Regions from separate parts of the Zea mays genome. Here region 2 is linked to region 1. A link is a contact called in public Hi-C data. All regions are on one chromosome and are shown on one strand. The core of a region is the stretch at or near the end of the contact, and the rest is flanking DNA. Distances in the headings are between cores, read along the strand shown. Region 1 holds the start of LOC100276884. Region 2 holds the start of LOC100383781.

Region 1 (5,428 bases), core at 2,491-4,990:
TGGGTGTATGGGTGGCGATCTAGTCTTCGGATTGACTGTCACTAGTTTGGGGAAGCTGCTGTGTTTATGTTTTTTTTAGGTTGGCTATGTGCATTAGGCAGAGGCCGGGAGTTTGTGTACCAAGACTATGTATCCTCTCGATGTATCGCTCTTGGTAACCTTTAATATAAAGCTTCCTTTATCGAAAAAAGCAATGTAAAATTTGCATTGCAATTTATGTAAAACTTAAATGCTTCTCTTAAATGATTGATCATTGTTCCTGCTTTTGTTTTTTAATCGAAGGTATAATAACACGCTGGTTAGGAGCTGGATAGCGTGATTGCGTCGAGCTTCCAGCAACCAAGGTTCCCTCAACCAATTCTAGCCCGACGCCACCCAGCAGAGAGCAGACAACACATTTGGACTCTCCAGTTACCAACAACATATCGACCAAACAAGAATCCAGAGCACACGGCACATTCACCTGAAATGAATCACATGAATCCACAGACAACTGTGTCATACATGCATGACGACCTCATTGAATTTGAATTTTCAATTTGAGGAATCCATATTTCTGCCAATTAAACATTATCAATCAGTATACAACAGTTGCATCAGATTTGCTTAACAGACCTACGAATAGCACGTAGTAAACATAGAACTAAACTGAATTTTAGTAACACAAGTCAACATCTCACCTATTCTTGATATTTATTAAGGGCCTATTTAGAAGACCCCAGTTTTTAAGAAAACTGGTTTATAAGAATTGAGATGGTTTCAAACATATCAGTTTATGTCCTAGTTTATAGAATATATATTCCTAGTTTCTTAAAAAACAAGAAGCTATCATCTCTAACTAAAACTAGTTTATTAAAATTGAGGTGGTTCCAAACACCATCGGTTAGTTTTTTTTTATAAACCAATTTCTGGAAATTGGAGATATAAACTGGATTCTTAAAAGTTAAGTTGCTGCCAAACAGGGTCTAAGATATATTATAAGATTAAATAGCTAAGAGTCTGTTTGGAAGCACATCAGTTTTTTTTTAAAAAAAAACAATTTGTAGAAACTGATTTATGAAAAATAAAGTTGGGTTGAGGTGTTTGGAACTCAATTTTTAACAAACCAGTTTTTAGCTTTTTGATACGCAATTATTAATATACCCTTCCTTTATTTTAAAAAACGGTGGCAATAGATGTAAATTCCACGAAACCAATAAGAGCATGATGTAATTAAACAAATAAAAGCTGGTTTTAGCTAGGAGAGAGTAGCTTCTTGGTTTTTAAGAAACAAAGACTCCAGTTTATATAAACTAGGACATAAAGTAGTATATTTGAAACCACTCTAGTTTCTATAAACCAATTTCTTAAAAAATGTGAGCTTGCAAACAGACCCTAAGTCCAATCCTTCCCACGTGTAAGAGAAGGATTTCAAACAGAACAATAAGGAATTGTATGCCTCTCAATCCCCCTCCAAAATTAACTAGCAAGGAATTGTATGTCCCTCAATCCCCTTTAATCCCCATACAACTAAACAAGCCCTAAGAGACTCACACTTACTCTCATGGCACAACAGCACAAAGAGCATGATGAAGCCCTAAGAGGCTCACCCTTATTCCCATGGCACAACAGCACAAAGAGCATGCTGCATCTCTCTTGGCACCTCGCATATTCACATATATGGCATGGAAACTTTACAGATGAGCCCATTTCGTGTGTAATTTAGGTACAACACACAGACTTGGTAGTCATCCAATACGCTATTGCAATGAATTCCATCCAATCTCGCTCACCTTATTTGCCTCCCGATCAGTACATCCGCACCTATCTGAATAGTCTTCTCTGCCCACCAATCCAAATGACTTGATCACCTCTTTACTGCCACAAATACAGTGAAGAACCACAACATAATCACCTACATAACATAAGCAGCTGTGGTGATGCTGCATGAGAGGTAAGCTCCTATTTTTCACAAACTTGATCAGTGATCACCCACACTGGCCACCTCCATTCTTATCTCCATCTTTATCCTTGTCCTTAGGAGGAGGTGGAGGAGCATTAGGCATCTTCAGGAAGAATGAGGTCGAGAGCAAAGACAGTGAGACTTGGACCTGATCCCGGCCCATCCTCACCGGCAACTGCCGCCTCTGCTGCCCGCGCGGCGCTCCAGCAGCACGCCGCTGGACCGGACGGATGTACATCTCGTGTAGGCGCCGGAAGCCGCCAAGCGGAAGCACGACACTGCGAAGCATCTGCTCGGAGAATCCAGTGCAGGCCCACTCCCGCACGCACGCCGCCTCCCACAACCGCTCGTCCCTCGCCAGCAGCCGCCACCCGCGGCTCACGCACGCCGCGGCCGCCAGTGTCCGGGCCTCCGCTCGCATCAGCACCTCGAACACCAGGTCCTCCCCGAGATCCGGCACCCTCGCCTGCTCGCCCCCTGCGGGCTCGGGGCCTGGAGGCGGCTGCTCGCCCACTCCTGCGTCCTGCAGCAACTGCTCCGGCAGCGGTGGCGGCAGAGCCTGCGAGGACGAAGACGAGCACTCGCCAACCACGCTGGAGCTTGAGGACGGCTCCTCCGTCCGCTGCTTCTTACTCCGCTCGCCCGGGGGCGAGCCGCCGACGCCTGTGGCAACGGGGGCTGGGGCCCGGTCCCGGTGGCCGTCACCACCGCCTGGTGCATCAGAGCGGCACTTCATGGCCGGCGATTCGGGACAACCGTTCCCCTGGTCCCTGGAGAGATTTGTGGATGGACCTGCGATAAGCAGTGCAGATTATCACGCTTTTAGGGTGTTATTTGCAAAATAAACAGAATAACGGTAAATTTAAGATAAATAATTATACTTTAATTTATACACTATTTATCATGTGCACATGATTCTCGACATACATATCCAATAACACACCTATGAATGTATCGTGTACATGAGCCTGGCCAGCTGGAAACTGAAGTTCTGAGCATATAACCGAATGCAACTAAAAATCTTACAATAATTTGTTTTACATTCACTCGTGCGCCCTACGCTTTTGATATATAAACAACCAAAAAAAAACGCTCAAATAAAGTCAATATATGACAAGATGATGTGGTTAATCAATAAGACGGACTATATCCACAAATTACTTGTACGAGTACTTTCGAAAAGATTGAACTTGCAGATTTCATGGTGGACAGAGTTATCACAGCTGCTTTGTTATTGAGAGGTATGTCACGTGCCACGGAAGAACATTAAAGTAGGGTAAACAAAACTTTGCCTTAAAAACATTCGTTGGCTCCCTTGATGACATTTCAGCTTCAGACATCGTCATTTTTTAGGCGTTGGCTTTGATTGAAGGGGCATGAGATGAGATGTCACGAAGCTGGAGTGCAATAATCACACATTCACACGCACATCTCGTGTGCTGCTACTACAGCCGTGCAGTGCAGCGTGCAGGTGAACCGGCAGGGAAAACGCCCGTCATCATCATATTTGCGTTGCCGTTGGAAGAGGAACGCTGGATCCAGCGCAGCAAATGCAAATCGCCAGCGCCGAAGCAACCACTCGGCATTTCCGTCATATCCAAGCAGCTATCCTCGCGTCCAAAGTGCCCACGGCGCTCCCAGGCCCCAGCCGGACGCCGGACGCCGGTCGCGCTCCGCCCCAACACGAAAACCCCGAACCCTCTCCGTGGCTGTTTCTGCAACTTGGTTGGGCTTCCCATTCGTCGCGTACTCGCGTTGCCAGCCGCCTCCCTCAGTCGCTCCTCCGAAAGTCCAAACCGCGTCCGCTTCCGGCTTCCCTTGCTCCCCTGGAATTCCGCGCGACGTCGCCGTCAGTCACCCGGCAGTTCGCTCGCGCAGGTCATCGTCTCCCCGATGACCGAAACGGTTACTCCCCCTAGTCGCACCAGTCACCACCACCACCAGTCCACCACCAGCGCCGAGCAGTTAGCCAGTTGCCACTACTCCCCGCATCGCTAATTGCTCTAGGACGTGTCTCGTTAATCCTCCCCATTCCTCATACCGCCCGATCCTACCTCCCCAACCGCCAATCGCAGCCATGTCCTCTTCCTCCACCTCCTCCTGCCACGGCAGCGGGAACCCTAGCCCCCCCGCAGCGGCGGGGGCCGTGTCGGTGGCGGCGGCGGCGGCGGGCCCCGCGGCGTGGCCCAGGCGGCAGTGCCGGGACGTGTTCTGGCTGGTGGTCTTCCTCCTCCACCTGCTCGTCTTCGGCGCCGCGCTCGCGCTCTTCGGCCTCAACCGCTTCCACCAGGCCGACCGCTTCAACATCGGCCGCTACGCCAACCTCACCGCGGAGCCCTGGGGCACCCCCGCAGGCCCGCCGGACCCCGCGCCCGCGCCGCCGCCGCCCTCCGTCTACCGCTCCGAGGACCCCTCCGTGCCGCCGTCCGAGCTCACCGAGACGTACTGGAAGTACTACGGCGCCGCGGGGGCTGTCGGGGCCGCGCTCGCGTGCGCGTGGCTGGCGGCGGCGGCCTGGAGGAAGGATGGCGGCAAGGTGGTCATGCGGACCGCCGTGCACTGCCTCACGGCGTACCTCGCGGTCGTCAGCGTCCTGTGCTTCTGGGGGAAGCACTTCTTCTGGGGCGTCGCTCTGGCCGTCGGCGCCGGCCTGCACTTCCTCTACGTCATGTCTGTGCTCGATAGGTACAGCTCAGGACAACACTGTGTTCTCAATTTGTCTGTAAAGATTGCCTACTCCATCTCATTTCAGACGAACTTGGACTCTAGTGAATGTTGGTCTGATGCCGACACCGAGAAGGCCAGCGAATTTCTGCGATTAAGATGCAAATTCGAACAATATCCATTTGCAGCTGAATGCAAATATGCACAATCTCACATATAACTGCATGAAGATCCCGCTAGGAGGTTGATTCATGTCTCTATCAAGGCTCCTTTCAGAGAGTTGTCTGCACGTGTTGCATAGCTGTGGTTGCACTCGTGTGCCATAACGCTAATCTTCTTTGCTTCCTTGATTGATATGGTTTTTTTAACGTGTGAGTCAAAGCGTCACATATGTTAGCATAGATTTGTGCCACTTTTTACATATTGTGATCACATCTTTGAGATAAATCAACCAGTTGTTTGAAGTTGGGAACTGATAAGTGCACTTTAAGCTATAATTTGTTATGTTTTTTTTTGTAATCTGGTTTAGACTACTGGTGTCCACGGTGCACTGTCAGATGCATTTTAATGGCAGACTACTGAACAGTTAGTGCTACAGATGTAGTAACTGGTAGAATTTGACAAACAATGTTCTAAAACTGGACATTTGGTACATTGTATCTGTTTTGCCACTCAGCAAATAGTCACTATTATGTGTCGTAGGAAGTCTGATGTTGTGGCCTATCAGTAATATGTGATCAGTGGTCATGCTCCTTGTGCTCCCTAGTAGATTGCTTTTGAAAAAAAACGTTATATGAAATGGAGGTGGAGCCATAGTATCTA
Region 2 (5,291 bases), core at 1,942-4,441, 160 kb before region 1:
TGGCGCTTAAAGACACCCTTCCCCAGACCCCGCACAATGCGGGAAGCCTACGACACTGGGTACGCCCTTTTTATTACAATGCCACTTAGTAACTCCTAGTTTGGTTTAGTTTTCCTTATATATGCGACAAAATAAGCTGTGTTGAGGAGTTTATAGATAGAGGCTTTTACTATTGTAGTCTAAAACACAGATGAGCACTGACCGCAGGGAGATACGCCCCCTTGTAGTTGCTCCTAGGGTAGGGCGATCCTGAAGGTAGACACTAGTAAGAACTAATAAATCTCAGGGAGGTACCCAAATTTGAAAGTGTCTGGGTTGAATGGTTTGAGAATGGGTGGGTGGTGGATGTCTCCTTAGCGCGGTCTACCAAGTGATCTATCACTAGCTTCTTCTGTTCATATTCTGAATATATATATATATATATATATATATATATATATATATATATATATATATATATATATATATATATATATATATATATATATATATATATATATATATATATATTGGAGTGAACGACCTTTTCTACATTATTCCACACTTGTAAATTGTCTGGGTAGCTCCTTGTACAAGTCTACAACATGATAACACTACACCAGACATGGATAATGGATTCGAAGACTAGGCTGATTGAAAGCTGCAGTTGCAGAGCTGTTCTCTTATTGACGATCAAATATGCATTAACTATTAACTAAAAAATATGTTTCTTAATTGATCATCCGTCATTTGAGCAAGATCCAGCTATTCTTCCTTTCCCACCTCATTTCAAAGAAAAACCAGACAGATCATAATATTACCTTATGCACATGTGAAAAAAATTGACAAATTTAGCATAGGTAAGCACCATAGAAGGAATGAAAACATGGCATCAATGACATATCATATTATTTCTACAACGTCCTAGAAAAAGTAGGTGGATGGATATGTGTAATGACTTTACATTGCAAAGGACCTTATATATCGAAACTCAAAATTCATAATAACTCTAGTTACCGGAACACAACATACGATGAATCTGTGACTGGGACAACTAGTTCATCACAGTAACCATAACATGGAGAAGCATCTATATCTGGATTGTAACAATCCATATGACAATTTGGCCATTACACAATGTGAATGCAATTGTATTGTTTCAATGAACCTTCACAATCAAAACTGCACCAAGTCTCTGAAAGGTAGAATGAAACAGCAGTGGACCCTTTCTGCAGTGAACCTGGCCATAACACTGACAATTCCAATGCATGACATGGAAATAAAGCTGACACTAAAGTTCCGAAAATATTCTACTAAAATATCAAGAATCATTCCAAAATGGTCACAGAAATATGAAATGATCATAAGATATGATTGGTGTAAATTTAACTATACGACCAGGGAGGACTACTACACTGTACAATGGCCCCTATGCCTAGACTCTGGGTTCCAATCAAGGACACACCAAAAGTTGCAGTATATCTTTATTTGATTCAGGATTACCCCTCAAACAAGCATAAACCCAAATGCAGTATATCATGTGCTGGCATTTTTCCATTTTGTACTCCTATGTACTGCCATTCTTTTACCAGCAGCATTGCCAACATCACCAGTAGTGGCTAGATGATGTGCTATATTTTGAGGCATACAGCATTAGACAGAAATAACACATTCCTGACACAGGAAAAAGCATCCAGACAGGTGGAAAGAAAAAAGTGTATTGTCAAGACAAATGAAACAAATCAGTGAAGACACAGTAGCAAGGGCACATCAAAAACCTATAATAATTAAAAGCCAGTGCGTCCCAATCAGTTCAATGGTTTCAGGCTTCCAGCAACCACAACAGCACCCTCCTCTGCGTTATCAGAATGAAAGAATAATCTGAATACCCCTTCAGATGCTTGTGGATTCCAACAACATCAACAGATTGTGCAGCATCCCATGCAAACTTAGAAGCACTCAAGCACAGATGCTAACAAAACACATACAGCTGGGCATTTTACACTTGTTAGTCTGTTAGACCCTTAGTACTGGTCTACTGCACAGCCATAGTCGTGACAAAACTGTAGTGCTACTGCATGAAGAGTAACTAATAATCCCAAGCAAGATGTTTTGTTTTTCAAACATATTCGTCCATTCTAAGTCTACTACCCACGCACAAAAAGAATGTATCAGTTATTCTGGATTCTATATGAAACAAATGAGGGGAATGGATACAAAGTTATCAGAGTTCTAACAATACCACTGCACAAACATCAATGCACAAGTGCAAAATCCGGAGGACGAAATCCATGCGTATACTATGAGCTCCAAATCCCAGCTATTCCAATGAGAAATGTGAACTGCACCACCAACATCCCGAATTCCCGATAACAGAAACAAGAAACACAGAATCTAGAAGACGAAATCCCCATCCTACGAGCTCCAAACCCAGGTGTTACGAACACCGAATTTGAACTGGACCACCAACGATAGCAGAAAACAGGAGCACAACATCGAGAGGACAAAGTCCCTATCCTACAAGCTCCACATCTCAGTTATCCGAATGCGAAATTTGAACTGGACCTTCACCACCATCATCACTAAAACAGAAACCAGGACCACCAACCCGAGAAGACGAAATCCTATCCTACAAGCTCCAAATCCCAGTCACCCGAAGGTTCCAAATTTGAAATGGACCTTCACCACCAACATCCGCCGATAAGAAAACAAAATTTCGTACTCCTCCCGACACAATCAATCCCAAAACCTCCCCTAAAACACAAAGCCTCGCATCCTCTAATCCAAACTGTTCGTATCATAAGCACACCAGCAAATCCCACCCCCACCCCCGAAAAAACGAAACGATTAACAAAGCACCCAGCCAAAGCGAGCGATTCGAGCGGAGAGGGAGGGGTAGCCATACCCTGGCTTCCATGATGGCCTTGACCCGCAGGAGCGTAGCGACGCCGTCCTCCTTCGCGGCCTCGAGCCCGGCAGCTAGCGCCGCCGCTCGCCGCTCCGCCGCCAGCACCCGCGCCGCCGACTCCTGCGCCATGTTGAGCATGATCCCGGCGTACGCCTTTTTCATCGCCTCCGCCTGCACGAAAAAACCCGATCAGCTCGAACAGCTTGCAAAGGCGGCTGCGGGTACAGGGAGAGAAATTTCACCTGTGAATCCGCCATTTTGGAGCGGGAAAGAGATGGGGAAGAGGGGGGTTGGTTGTTGCTGGTGCTAGGGGGTGTGGCGGTTGCAATAGGGGTGTGGGAAACGGAAAGGCGAAGAGGGAGGTGGGCGCGGCGCGGCAGCCGCTGCTGCGCTCGTTGGAGTGGAAGGGGCCTGTTTCCAATTTTTGGGGTGGAAGCGGAAGCGGGCGGTGGAAGCCCAACTACCCTAATGTTCCACACTTCCAGCCACAGGCGGGGGAGAATTTGGGAAAATTGCGCAAAGGAGAGAAGGCAGGGCAGGAGGTGAGGTGTGTCATGTGTGGAGCGGACGCAACGAGCAAAAATACTGGAAATGATTTGAGGAGTTAGGCCCGGTTTGGCAACAAAGTTTTTGAAAACTACAGTTTTTGAAATACTATACTATACTTTAGTTATGACAATACCGTAGCTTATAATACCGCAGTTTTGAAAACTGAGGTCTAGAGCTAAGTTTAGAATGCCTTAAAACAACTATAGTATTTGCAATACTTCAGTTTTGAAAATAGAGATTTTACCCAGCTTGCCAAACACCATTATGTATATAATACTGCAGTATTTGAGAATACTGCAGTATTCTTCCAAAACTGCAGAAAAACTTTGTTCCCAAACACCCCCTTAAAGTTCTCTTGTTATTTAATTTTAAATAGTAAAATGATTAAGAGCTTGTTTGGTTGCGTATGGATTAAAATATATTAAATTCTATTCTGTTCAATTTTAATTATGAAGATATTTTAATCTCTTCAAATTCCTTTTATCCAGACACAACCGAACAAGTTCTAAAAACTGGTTTGAGAGCAAAGATACTAAAAGTGATTGGATGAGCTAAAGTAATCTTGATATTCTTGCTATTCAAAATTGAATAGCAAGAGAATTTTAACCTCTCCCATTATCTCTGGTATCTTTGCTTCGAAACAAGCCCTAAATCCTCTTTGGTATCTTTGTTCCCAAACAAGTTCGAAGTGTGAAGTGGACATCGATTTTGGTAGCTTGGTTTGGAGTATTATAGCTAAAACTATATGCATACTATGGCCAGCAGATCGTGTATATATAGTAAATTGCACTATTTTATCGAGTGATGTTTACGAGCTTAGCCAGACTTCTTGAGGGATTTCATACTTCAAGCTTTTATAATAAAGTTTCGCTAAACATTCATTTTATAAAAACGGTTCTGTGAGAGAAGTTGTATAGGGAAGAGAAGTTGTTTCTTTACTATAAAAGGGTGAAGCAGCCCAATTCTTTTACTCCAAAGTTAAAATCAATTAAAAAAAGTATCCTGCCAAACATGACTTAATTTAGGGAGTAATAATAATCAGACTTAGTAAGTAATAAAAATGAGTAGAACTATTTTACAGCTAGTATGGGCCAATCAAAACTAATAAAATAAAGTTGTAGATGATCCAAAAAAATAAGTCAACGCTCACATATTAGCTAATAAAAAGCCAACAATCCAACTAACGATAATTTTCTAGCTACCTCCGACCAGCTAATTGCAACTAATAGAGACATTTACATTAATAAAAAATTATCTACATGCCTATAGACTATGGTTTGAAACATTCACAAGACATGATGATCCTGAGACCGTGAAGATAGCAAGGAGATCATTTTTAGATACTAAGCGAAAACGTAAATAACAAGTCATCGATTGACGACCAATGGATTTACCTAAAATTGAATACGAAATTTACTTGCGTTTAGCTGAGAAACTAATCAAGTGATTGTTATTATTGTGAAAGAATAAATAAAATGTTTCAAATGACTTTAAACCTTCAACATAAGTCACATGCTCAAGATGGACAAGCTCGAGAAGTTAAATTGATGAAGGCCCTCAACTTATCAAAGTAGCAATTGAATTTGAATTGAAGAAAAGCTCAGCTGGATGATCAACTTTTATTATTTATTTCAGTTGAATTAGTGGCGGAGGACAAAAGATAAATGAAGTATGACAACATACCTGGTTTCTGGTAGAATAAAAAAATGGTGCAAACTACAAGAATGTACCTGGTAGTTAGGAGAAAAAGAAAAAAAAATGGACCAACAGAAGGGATCAAATATCGACCAAAGCACAACCACTATTCCACATATGCTTTAGTACTCAAGTGAGATATAAAATTTGAATATGCTTT

Evidence for each region. A called contact is a pair of places that touch in the nucleus more often than the background predicts.
Region 2: a Hi-C map of tassel shows a contact between it and region 1, with 5 times the contacts expected there. The contact joins the promoter of LOC100383781 here to the promoter of LOC100276884 in region 1. A contact is called at or near these places in 7 of 25 Hi-C or Micro-C datasets (bundle sheath, ear, endosperm and 3 more).

The regions. Positions count from the first base shown.
Region 1 is chr5:180,981,672-180,987,099 of Zm-B73-REFERENCE-NAM-5.0, reverse strand. LOC100276884 reads left to right here and starts at 3,740. Exons shown (of 6, transcript NM_001360707.1): 1 at 3,740-4,627. The coding sequence starts at 4,020. It overlaps LOC100283034 (F-box protein GID2), which reads right to left and starts at 2,753. Exons shown (of 1, transcript NM_001155936.2): 1 at 1,424-2,753. The coding sequence starts at 2,678. The coding sequence ends at 1,968.
Region 2 is chr5:181,144,885-181,150,175 of Zm-B73-REFERENCE-NAM-5.0, reverse strand. LOC100383781 reads right to left here and starts at 3,191. Exons shown (of 5, transcript NM_001176416.1): 1 at 3,130-3,191; 2 at 2,885-3,058. The coding sequence starts at 3,144.